2 separate regions of the Pan troglodytes genome follow, and region 2 is linked to region 1. A link is a contact called in public Hi-C data. All regions are on one chromosome and are shown on one strand. Each heading gives the region's core, a stretch centred on a gene start, on an enhancer-like site or on the middle of the called end of the contact. The rest is flanking DNA. Distances are from core to core; before and after follow the strand shown. Region 1 holds the start of ST6GALNAC5 (ST6 N-acetylgalactosaminide alpha-2,6-sialyltransferase 5). Region 2 has its middle 160 kb from the start of ST6GALNAC3.

Region 1 (4,960 bases), core at 1,683-4,182:
GACTGTTCTTTGTTTCAATAAAATAAAGCTCTGATAAACAAAAATTGAAATCAAACATATTTGTGGTCAATAACCATTGTTTTGAACATCAGCATTAGGGTATTATACTTTGCATTAAGCTCTCAATATTCTTAGCTGGTGTCTGTCCAGCAGAAGAACACAGGAAGAAAAGTATTAGAAATCTTTTCCCAAAAGCTGATCAAAACTTTCAGCAAATTTACCTTTTGATGCTGCCATTAATCAAAGCTTCACAAGTGTTAGATAGTAATTTCCACCAAACAATAGCCATGGAAATCCATGATCTCAGTATATCCATCATACACCAGTTACACATAAACGCCACAGCCATCTACAGTCAGAAGCTAATGTCTAAACTTTCCTGGAACTCCAGCCCTTATCGGTTGCTTGCACATGCAGATACAAAGCATCAATCAACAACTAAGAGCGGAAACAAAAGCTGTAATTGTAAAATTGATAGCCTTCTGCTTTTGGATTTTAAGTCTACTAACACCCCCACCCCCCAACCCCTGCTCCTGCCACAACAATAAATAAATAAATAATCACTTCCTAATGAAATTGATTCCTCCTTTTTTGCTTCCCTGAATTCTTCTCATTGCAAAATTCCACTTTTTCAAAGAAGCTTTCCTTGATCTTTCCAGGGAAGTCATCGTTCTCATTTTTGCACCCCTACAGTACTGTTCATATCTAGCATTTATTACACATTTTTATCTATTGGTTTATCCATCTACACACATTTCATGGTATATTGTTCTGTCCTCAGGTATTTAAAGATCCGTAAGACTGGGTCCTGCCTTAAATTCTTTTATACCTTTCAAATCCTTAGCATCATGCATTAAACAGGTGTGTGGCAATATTTTGAATGCCACTTTTTAAAAAGTTTGGCTTTTTCACGCATGGTTAGAGTGATCTTTGCACACAAAAGGAGCATCTACTATATATTACTTCGGTTCACAACCATAAAATTTAGTAAAACAAAAAGAATAATTGGGAGATTTCAAGAAATCCTCTAGCTTTATAAAGCAGATAGAGAGTGGAATTGTGTTTTAATAAAAACATACGAGCAGCTTCAAATAATGGCGGATACATTTAAACTGTATTAAAATATCTTCAGAATCAGCAAACTTGATTAGGATTCTCCCAGAGGCTTCACACACTGAAACCAGATATTTATTATTCCAGGGAAAGGAGGCCCAATTTTAAAAAATTCATCTTATTAATTATTAGCCACCCCATGCAGCAGCTTCCCGGAAGGCAGAGGAAGACAGGCTCACAATGATGAGTTTCAAACCAATGGAAGCTGAGTGTGTCCCTCAAGTCTTCCATGCCTGCCTGGGCACCACTCCCCAGGGCTGAGAGAATTCAGCCCAAAGCAATGCGCTGGAGAGATCAGAGGGGAACGCTGGATCCCGAGCAGTGGCCGCGGGCTGGCTGCGCTCACCCTCCGGTTCCGGGTCAGAGGAACGCTCAGGCTGGTACCCGCGCCAACCCCAGTTTCCTCCCACCAGGGAGCGACTCGGCGGCCAAACCCGAGGCTTCAGGAACCGGACCTCCATCCGCAGCTGCAATTCTGGGGATCAGGGAGTTATAGTTCCAGGGCCGATTTCTGCTGGGAAATTAGGCTTTGGGGTCCACGCACCTCACCCCTATTTTCTACAAAACTTTGTGTCTTTCTCCAAATAAGAATTCATACCAAGTTGGAACTAGCCCACCCTACCCCAGCGGGTCCACTCCCCTCCAGCCTTCGAACGGCACCTACTCACAGCGCCTCCCAGCCCCGGGAAAGGGGGAAGGCTCAGGTGTGCGGGATCCCCAGGCTGAGTGGCGAGCGGGCTGGCGGGCATGCTGTCACCTTGTGGTCCGCCACTCCGAGGTATCCGTCCAGTGGCCGCGGTCCCGCGGGGACCCCGGGGCGCTGCTGGGTGCTGCTCTCCGCCTCCGGCTGCGAGCTGCCGGTGGCCGACGCCTGCTGCTGCTGTTGCTGCTGCTGCTGCTGCTGCGGGGGCCGCTCCTTCTGGCCGCCGAGGCTGCTGTACACTAGCAACAAGCTGGTGCACATGGTGGTGAGCGCTAAACACACTGCCAGACCATGGCGCTGCGGGCGGGCGGGAGAGAGAAGAGGAGAGCGGCTGAGCGCAGACACCGGAGGAGCGCGCCCAGCGGGGACAACTGCGCCGTGGTCACTCTAGTGGGGGAGATTTGGGGCGGCCTGGGCCCCAGCCCCGCCGCACGCAACTGGGACAGAGAAAGCACCGTCCCCTCGCGTACCGCAAGGGATGCTCCGGGCGCGTCGCTGCTTTCGGCCGCCGCCGCCCAGATCTCTCGGTAGAGGGCAGATGGTGTACGGCCCCGGGCTGAGGGAGGGAGCGCGCCGGGCCGAGGACAGGGGTGGGTTTGCACTTTGGGGAAGGGCCCGTCTGGCGCAGCCACCCCAGCCAAGCTGCTGGAATTTTGAGTCCTTCACACCCCTCCTTTCCTGGGGCCCTGGATCCTTGCGATCCTTGCAAGTTTGAAATCTAAGAAAACGAAGAAAGTCTGCAAAGGTCCCCCCTCCCCGTCCCTCTTAGTTTTTGGCAGGCTGTTGCTTTTGGGCACCCCCATCCCTTGAGCAATCTGCCCACTCCTCCATCGCTCCTGCAGCTCTCCGCCACCCCCTCGGACCTCTCGCCGGAGATCTAGGAGGCGAGGCAACCCCGAGTTCCCATCCTGGCTCTGGGATTCCGAGCCAGGCAGAGCTGGAGAATCGGGAGGGAACGCGGAGCGGGTAGAAAGTTGTCCCTTTGTAACAGGCGACCTCGCGGCCCAGGGTTAGGCGTCCCGGAGTCTCCACGGTGCGTCCCGTGGACCCTGAGCCCGGGGATCCCCCTCTTTGCCCGGTGGAGTTGCCACAACTGACTCACCATCAGGGTCTTCATTTTGGGCACCTCTTTTGTGCAGAATCCTCAGGCTCGCGCGTCCGGGGCCACTTTTTCCTGGAGGGTTTCCATGATGGGTAATGGGGCGGAGGCGGCTCTGATTTTTGCCCAGCAGCCGGCCGCGGCAGATCGCGCGCGGGAGCCGCGGGACCCGGGAAGCGCGGCTGTTGCAGAGATTAGAGACAGAATTAAAACTGAACCGGACCCTCGTAGTCTCTCAGCGATCTACACAACTGCCGCCTGCCGCCGCCTGCTGGGTCCTAAAGACCTCTGCATCCCCTTCCCCGCCCCCAAATAATAATCTTTTCAGTAGTGAAATTTCTGGGGAGAGAGAGTTAACCGAGCCAGTGTACCCACTTCTTGGTCCGCGGGCTTATTTATCTTTAAAGAAGTCATCAAGTAGTAAAGGAGAACCTGATTGGATTCTGAACGTGATAGCCATGTGAAAATCTGCAAACTAAATTTTCTGTTTTGCGATGTTGATAAAAACAAATCAACCTCCCAAATGTCAATAACTCTATTTATAGCGTTTGCATTTATGTACGTAGCATAGAGAAATATATGATGAAATTATTTTTCTTAAAAAATTATTTATTGTTCCGTTTTTCAATTGCTCACTTTCTTATTTTCTCTTCTCTCTTAATTTTACTTTATCAGATTCAGTTATTCTCATGCATTCTTTAGATCACAATATTTCATCTCAATTATTTCATTTATTATTTTCATTAAATATTACAATTTATATTTCTGCCTGACCTCTGAGTTTCCTAGTGTTCATCTAAATGATCTTAAAGTTTTAAAAACATTCAGCACGTCACAGCTACATGATTAACTTGACCTGTAGATTCTTCCTAATTTGGATGAAGAACTTCTGTCTGCTAGAGATAAAACTGCATATGGCTTATTTCATAATCCTAAGGTCTTTGGTGCTTTCCGTTGGTCTACTGCACTGACGGCGATAATTTCACATTCAGGACTTCAATTAAAATTAAAAAAACATAAGTATTGTTTTATGTTGGGAAAGTCACATCAATAGCTTGTTTTAAGGATGCTGTCTCCTCTGCATTGAATTACAAATGGCATTTGTTAAATGTCTAATTTAGCTAAAAACATATTTCTTGTGAAATTGCTCAGTGAAAATAGTTGTCTTAATGTATTACTTAACATCTCACCTGTAGCAGTGTAATGTTAAAGATTACATTAAGATGGAAATGATCAGCAGGCCTACTGAACCATGGGCACAATAAGAGCTTTCTCAAGGCCAAAGAAGGCATTACAATCCATTTTTAATCTTCCCTAATCTATTGCTGGACTGATGATACAACAGGAACTATTTTTATCTTATGAGGCATCCTTCCATACTTAGTATTAAGAAAGTTAAAATTATTGGTGCAATAATGAATATCAGTGCAACGTGTTTGGGAGAGGTCAAGAAAGCACACGATTTAGCCTTTCAAGGAAAAGCAAAATAGGAAGCACTGTCCAACATTGCCAGCCTTGAAACTATTTATTCAGTTTGTGCTTTAGGCATGAATAGTACCAGTTGTTAGGGCAGGAAAAGCAGCAGCCAGAGGAGAATCTTACCAGGTCTTGGCAATTCTTTATTGTATGGTTGCACTTGACACTCAAATTAATGAAACAAAGGACCAACTTGATGAATCATTGCAAGCAGATTATCTGTGTTTCTCCAGGGATCCTTTTAGATGCTATTAGAAGCAGCTCCTGCATTTTTCAGGATTATTCCCCCTCCATCTAGCAAGTTGCCTAGTGACTGATGAAACAGTTCTAATATATTTTGCCATGCCAAACAGAGGCATCATATCTATGATTTAAGTTCATGGCAGCATGTTGGACATCTGTTACACTGTATGTCTGACCAAATTCATTAAGCTTATGGGTTTTTTTTCCCCCTCCTGGGATAGCAGTTAGCTAGTTGCTAAATCTACTTATGAAATGGCCAGGGTAAATTTAAAAATGTAATTCAGAGCTTGATTTGAAAGATTTCAAGGTCTTGGCTTTTACATATT
Region 2 (4,548 bases), core at 103-2,602, 710 kb after region 1:
AACTAAGGTAAGGCGGTATCCTGGGTAGGCTCCCGGAGCAGAAAAAGGACACCAGGTCAAAATAAAGGAAATCCGAATAAAGTATTGGCTTCAGTTAATAATAATGTATCAATATTCCTTCACTAATTGTAACAAATGTGTTATGCTAATATGATTAAAACAACAACAACAACAGGAGAAACTATATGTTAAAAATAGGAGGCCGGGCGCGGTAGCTCACACCTGTAATCCCAGCAGTTTGGGAGGCCAAGGCAGGTGGATCACGAGGTCAGGAGATCGAGACCATCCTAGCTAACACGGTGAAACCCTGTCTCTACTAAAAATATTAAAAAAAAAAAAAAAAAAAAGCCAGGCGTGGTGGCGGGCGCCTCTCGTCCCAGCTATTCGGGAGGCTGAGGCAGGAGAATGGCATGAACCCGGGAGGTGGAGCTTGCAGTGAGCCGAGATTGCGCCACCGCACTCTAGCCTGGACGACAGAGAGAGACTCCGTCTCAAAAAAATAAAATAAAATAAATAAAAAAAGGAGAAAGTGGGGGAACTCTTGCTATATTCATAGTTTTTCTGCAAATCTAAAGCTGTTTGAAACAAAGTTGATTAAAACAACCAAAAATTACCCATGCCTGGCACATAGTAATTCTCTATAATAATTTGGCTGTAGTGACGGTAGCAGTAGTACTCATGGCTCCAGTGTAGGCGCATGGAGGAGACGGGGGTCGGGGGGCAAGATTTGCTGAGTCCTTTATGTTCTTCCTGTGGGAATTTAGGTTCAAAGGTCCAGGAAATAAACTGTCACTGTGCTGGTCACCACCCAACAACCACTTCTAGACCCTGTACCAAGGGCAGCACAGCCCGTAGCTTTATAGTGACTTTGTAGGGAGGAGGGCACTCCCCGATTCCCACAAATAAAGAGAAGGTCACCCTCACACACACACATCCTCCAAGGCAAAAAAAAATAAAAAATAAAAAGATTGGTGGAAATGCAAATGCAAAGAAAATGCAAAGATTTCAATCAAGAGGTGTTTTGTAATCAGAAGGAACTTCTAATCAAGGGCCAAGAAACTGACCCCACCCAGTGGCTGCCAGATGACTTAAAAACCCGGAAGTCAGAATGGTGGTTTTTGTTAAATGGTAGCGCTCCCTGGTGTATTGAGCTGGTGAAATATGGCTTGTATTTCCCTTGCCTGCATGCAGTCTTAAATCCTCCCTCAATAGAAAATCTCCTGTCAGGCTGATCCACACTAACCACGGGCACTCCTGCTCTCCCCAAAATAAGCAAGATCAGCCCAGGAAGTCAAGTCCTCATCTCCTGTCAGATGTCAACACAAGCATGCTACGGCCACGTTGCAACCAGGTTAGGGACAAAGAAGAGCAGCCTGGATGTACAGCATTACCAAGGCGGATGCTTCTGTGAGCGTCAAAAACCCTGGGTTACAATCACGTTTCACTAACGAAACACAAACAAGCAGTGGCTGTGCTTCATTTGCAACAGGCGTTTCCAGACCCTAATATTGCCCACACTTGCTTGAGTTGGAGAATGTCTTTACATTCATAACAAACCTTGAAAGTAGAAGCTGAGACACAAAGTAGCAGCTTAAATGCAGTGCTCTTCGGGGACTTCACTAAGAAACAACCTGAGTGTTCCCCAGTACGATTGCTTTAAGAGTGACGAGATCGCCCTCTCGTGGGGGAGAAAGGGCCCTGCATGCAGGGTGCAAACCTGTGAGGGCCAATGCACCACCGGCTACGGGGTCAGCCTGGGTTGGATTCATGTGGTTGGTGCCTGCTCTGTTTTCTCCTCCTCATGATCTTGGTGGTGTTCCAAGAGAATTGTCCACCCACATAAGCAAGAGAAAATTCCCGGGGTGAAATGACTGGACTATTTTTAAGCCGACTGGGCCAGGTTGGGTTTCATGTCTCTCCTGATCAGTGTTTGCCTGGGTTTGCAGCTCATTCTCATCACGGAAAAAGCCCTCCCGACTACAGACCGCGGGACAGGCAACTCATCACTGTGAAGGAACCCAAGCCAACTCTTTAAGCCAGTGGGCAAGGTCTTAGATAAGACACCAAAATGGAGAAAGTTGCCCATTGCTGAGGGGCGCCCGTTTGGACAAACAGCAAAATGGGGCCAGCCAAGAGCATCACTTCAGACAGAGAAAAACGAGAAGGGAAGGGGCTCAGAGGCATTGGCCTGATACAGAATATGACTAACTGTCCCCTGTCTAGGTCAACTCCTTAGGACATAAAAATAAGTCACTCAAACAAAGCCATGGTTAGTGTTTTAAACAAAATATAGATATGTTTAAAACTTAGCAACACAGGACAAGTTATACCAACAGCAAAACACAGAAAAATCTGAGGTGAGGGAGTAAGGAGTAAGTCCCTTTGCCTGAATTCATGCCATGTTTTATTAAAGTGAACAAGGAATACCCATGCTTGAAATCCCCTCCCCAAATGGCTTTGTTAGCTGGACACAGCCACTCCATCTCAGGTGTAATTTCGCACACACAGGCAGGTGAGGTCCTGAGCTGGGGACAGCTCTCTGGCGGTGAGACATCTCCCCAGAGGCTCACAGGTACACTCTAGCCGCCTATGGGTCTATAGGAGCCCTGGGGAAGAAGAGATGGAGTGTCAGGTTTAGATTAGGTTATTCTGGCAACAAAAAGGAAAGGGCAGGGGAGGAGAACATTATCAGTGTCCTTCAAGAACGGGCAACTTCAGAGAGTATGCAAATAGGCAATAGCTATAGGGAAAAAAAAATTCACAATGGCATTCAAAAAATGTAACTTAAATTAAGGATGTTACATCATTTTCCACCTATCAGAAGGGCAAAATGAAAAAGCATGACATATCCATTACTGAATATCTGAGGAAAGAGACACCAGACACCACTATTAAAAGGAGCAAAAATGGTCTTCCCACTTCTGGAGACCAGTTGTATCCAATATCTTCAAAACGTGCATATCTTAAGGTCCAGTAATTCCCTTCTGGGAACTCTAAAATAAGACTTGCACAACATTTTCCAATATGAATATCCCTAAAGGTTTATGAATGACCACATTATAGAGCTTATATTTTGGGCTTCAGGTAAATAAGAAAATAAGGACAGAATTCAACCACCAAAAGGCATCTAAGAATTAGGGAAAATGTTGGTGGAACCTCTAAACCTTTTCTCCATGTTCCCAGTGGATATGGTCTATGGCTGATCCCATGATGGGAAATCTCTGCCCAACGGTCAAAATGGTGTTTTCAGCTAGTCTCACAAGTTCAGAGTCATACACCAGCACTTTATTTTCTATTTAAATGTTTACGGTTTAAATTGAAACTGTGGGGGCCTTTCATTCTGTCAGGAGGCCATGGTCAACATCCTCAGTGTGTTTTGTCCTTGGCACAGCCTCCTAGGAAGCCTCAGGCTCAGCTCAGATGCTTCACTATGAACATTACCAAAGACTCATGGGCATTTCAGAATTTAAGAAAGAGCCCACCTTCACCTAGCACAAGACTTTGCAAATAATCCAGACCCTTTCATCAAAGTGGCTCCACAATTATGTGGTGTGCACAAGGCCGCCTGGGCAGTCTTTACCTCATCACCCCCTTGGCAGGACATGTTTAGAAGCTGCTTCTCTGTGATAAGATTTCCTCCGCATCTTAAATAACCTGGACAGCAATAAGCCAGTGTTAAGGTGATAGCTGTCAGCTTCTTCTAGGATGGATCAGCAGTGTCTTTGGAAAAGCAAAAAGCTAGAAGCCCAGGTAAACACTTACAACACGACAATGACAAAAAGATATGAATAATAAATGCCTTCAAAAATATGATCTTCCTAGGAGACTTTATTTACACGCTCAGCCATTCTTTTGCTTTTTCTCTGGCTCCCAAATAGGATTTAATCTTTTGACAATTTTTCACTCCAAGAAAGACTAAAGAGCCCATGGTGGGAAGGACAATATTGTTCCATGAATCAGGTACAGTATGCCTCAAAAGTCATCACAAATTTAAATTTCTGCCTTAAGTAGCCAAGTGGAAAGGGCACTGCAGCAGGAGTCAGGAAGCCTGGATTCTCACCCAACTCTCAAGAACTGGCTCCTCCACAGTGGGCCTCCATCATCTTTCTGAATTCCAGATTCATCCTCTGTAGAGACAATGTCTAGACTCCCATCTAGCATCCCTCGGAAGGTGAATCCGGGATAGGACCTGCAGCAAAGCAATCGATGCCCCACCTGTTTTCCCTCAGCCTTCATTGTAACAGTGCCCACGGGCCTGACCAACTGCCAGCCCCTGCACCTCCTTACCAGAGCTTCTCTGGCCAGCAGAACCTCCCCTCTCAGGTGTGATCACTCAGAGGCACCTGTGCCGCACTCTTTCCCAGACGTTCCCAGTGGAACTGAGCTGCAGCTGTCCACAGTGATGGCGAGCTTGATAGCACATCCTTTATTGGCTTCCTTCCTCCCCTTCTCATTCCCCACTCCCCTTCCCAAGTTTCCTGGGATCATCTCCCACATAAACTATGTACACTGGAATCCTGCCTCTGTGGGAACCCAAACTAGGAGGGG

The links. A called contact is a pair of places that touch in the nucleus more often than the background predicts.
Region 2: a Hi-C map of induced pluripotent stem cells shows a contact between it and region 1, with 1.7 times the contacts expected there. The contact joins the enhancer-like site here to the promoter of ST6GALNAC5 in region 1. A contact is called at or near these places in 2 of 7 Hi-C or Micro-C datasets (induced pluripotent stem cells and stem cell-derived neural progenitor cells) and 1 of 1 datasets of contacts at active chromatin or transcription factors (stem cell-derived excitatory neurons).

The regions. Positions count from the first base shown.
Region 1 is chr1:154,151,100-154,156,059 of NHGRI_mPanTro3-v2.0_pri, forward strand. It overlaps ST6GALNAC5 (ST6 N-acetylgalactosaminide alpha-2,6-sialyltransferase 5), which reads right to left and starts at 2,933. Exons shown (of 5, transcript NM_001037308.1): 1 at 2,919-2,933; 2 at 1,871-2,113. The coding sequence starts at 2,933.
Region 2 is chr1:154,866,174-154,870,721 of NHGRI_mPanTro3-v2.0_pri, forward strand. No RefSeq gene overlaps it. Among named protein-coding and RNA genes, the nearest start is that of ST6GALNAC3, 160 kb to the left of the region's middle. Within about 2 kb of position 1,353, at least 11 of the 24 cell types and tissues checked have an H3K27ac peak or open chromatin away from gene starts, as enhancers often do. A contact at or near this core is called in induced pluripotent stem cells, where this site is marked.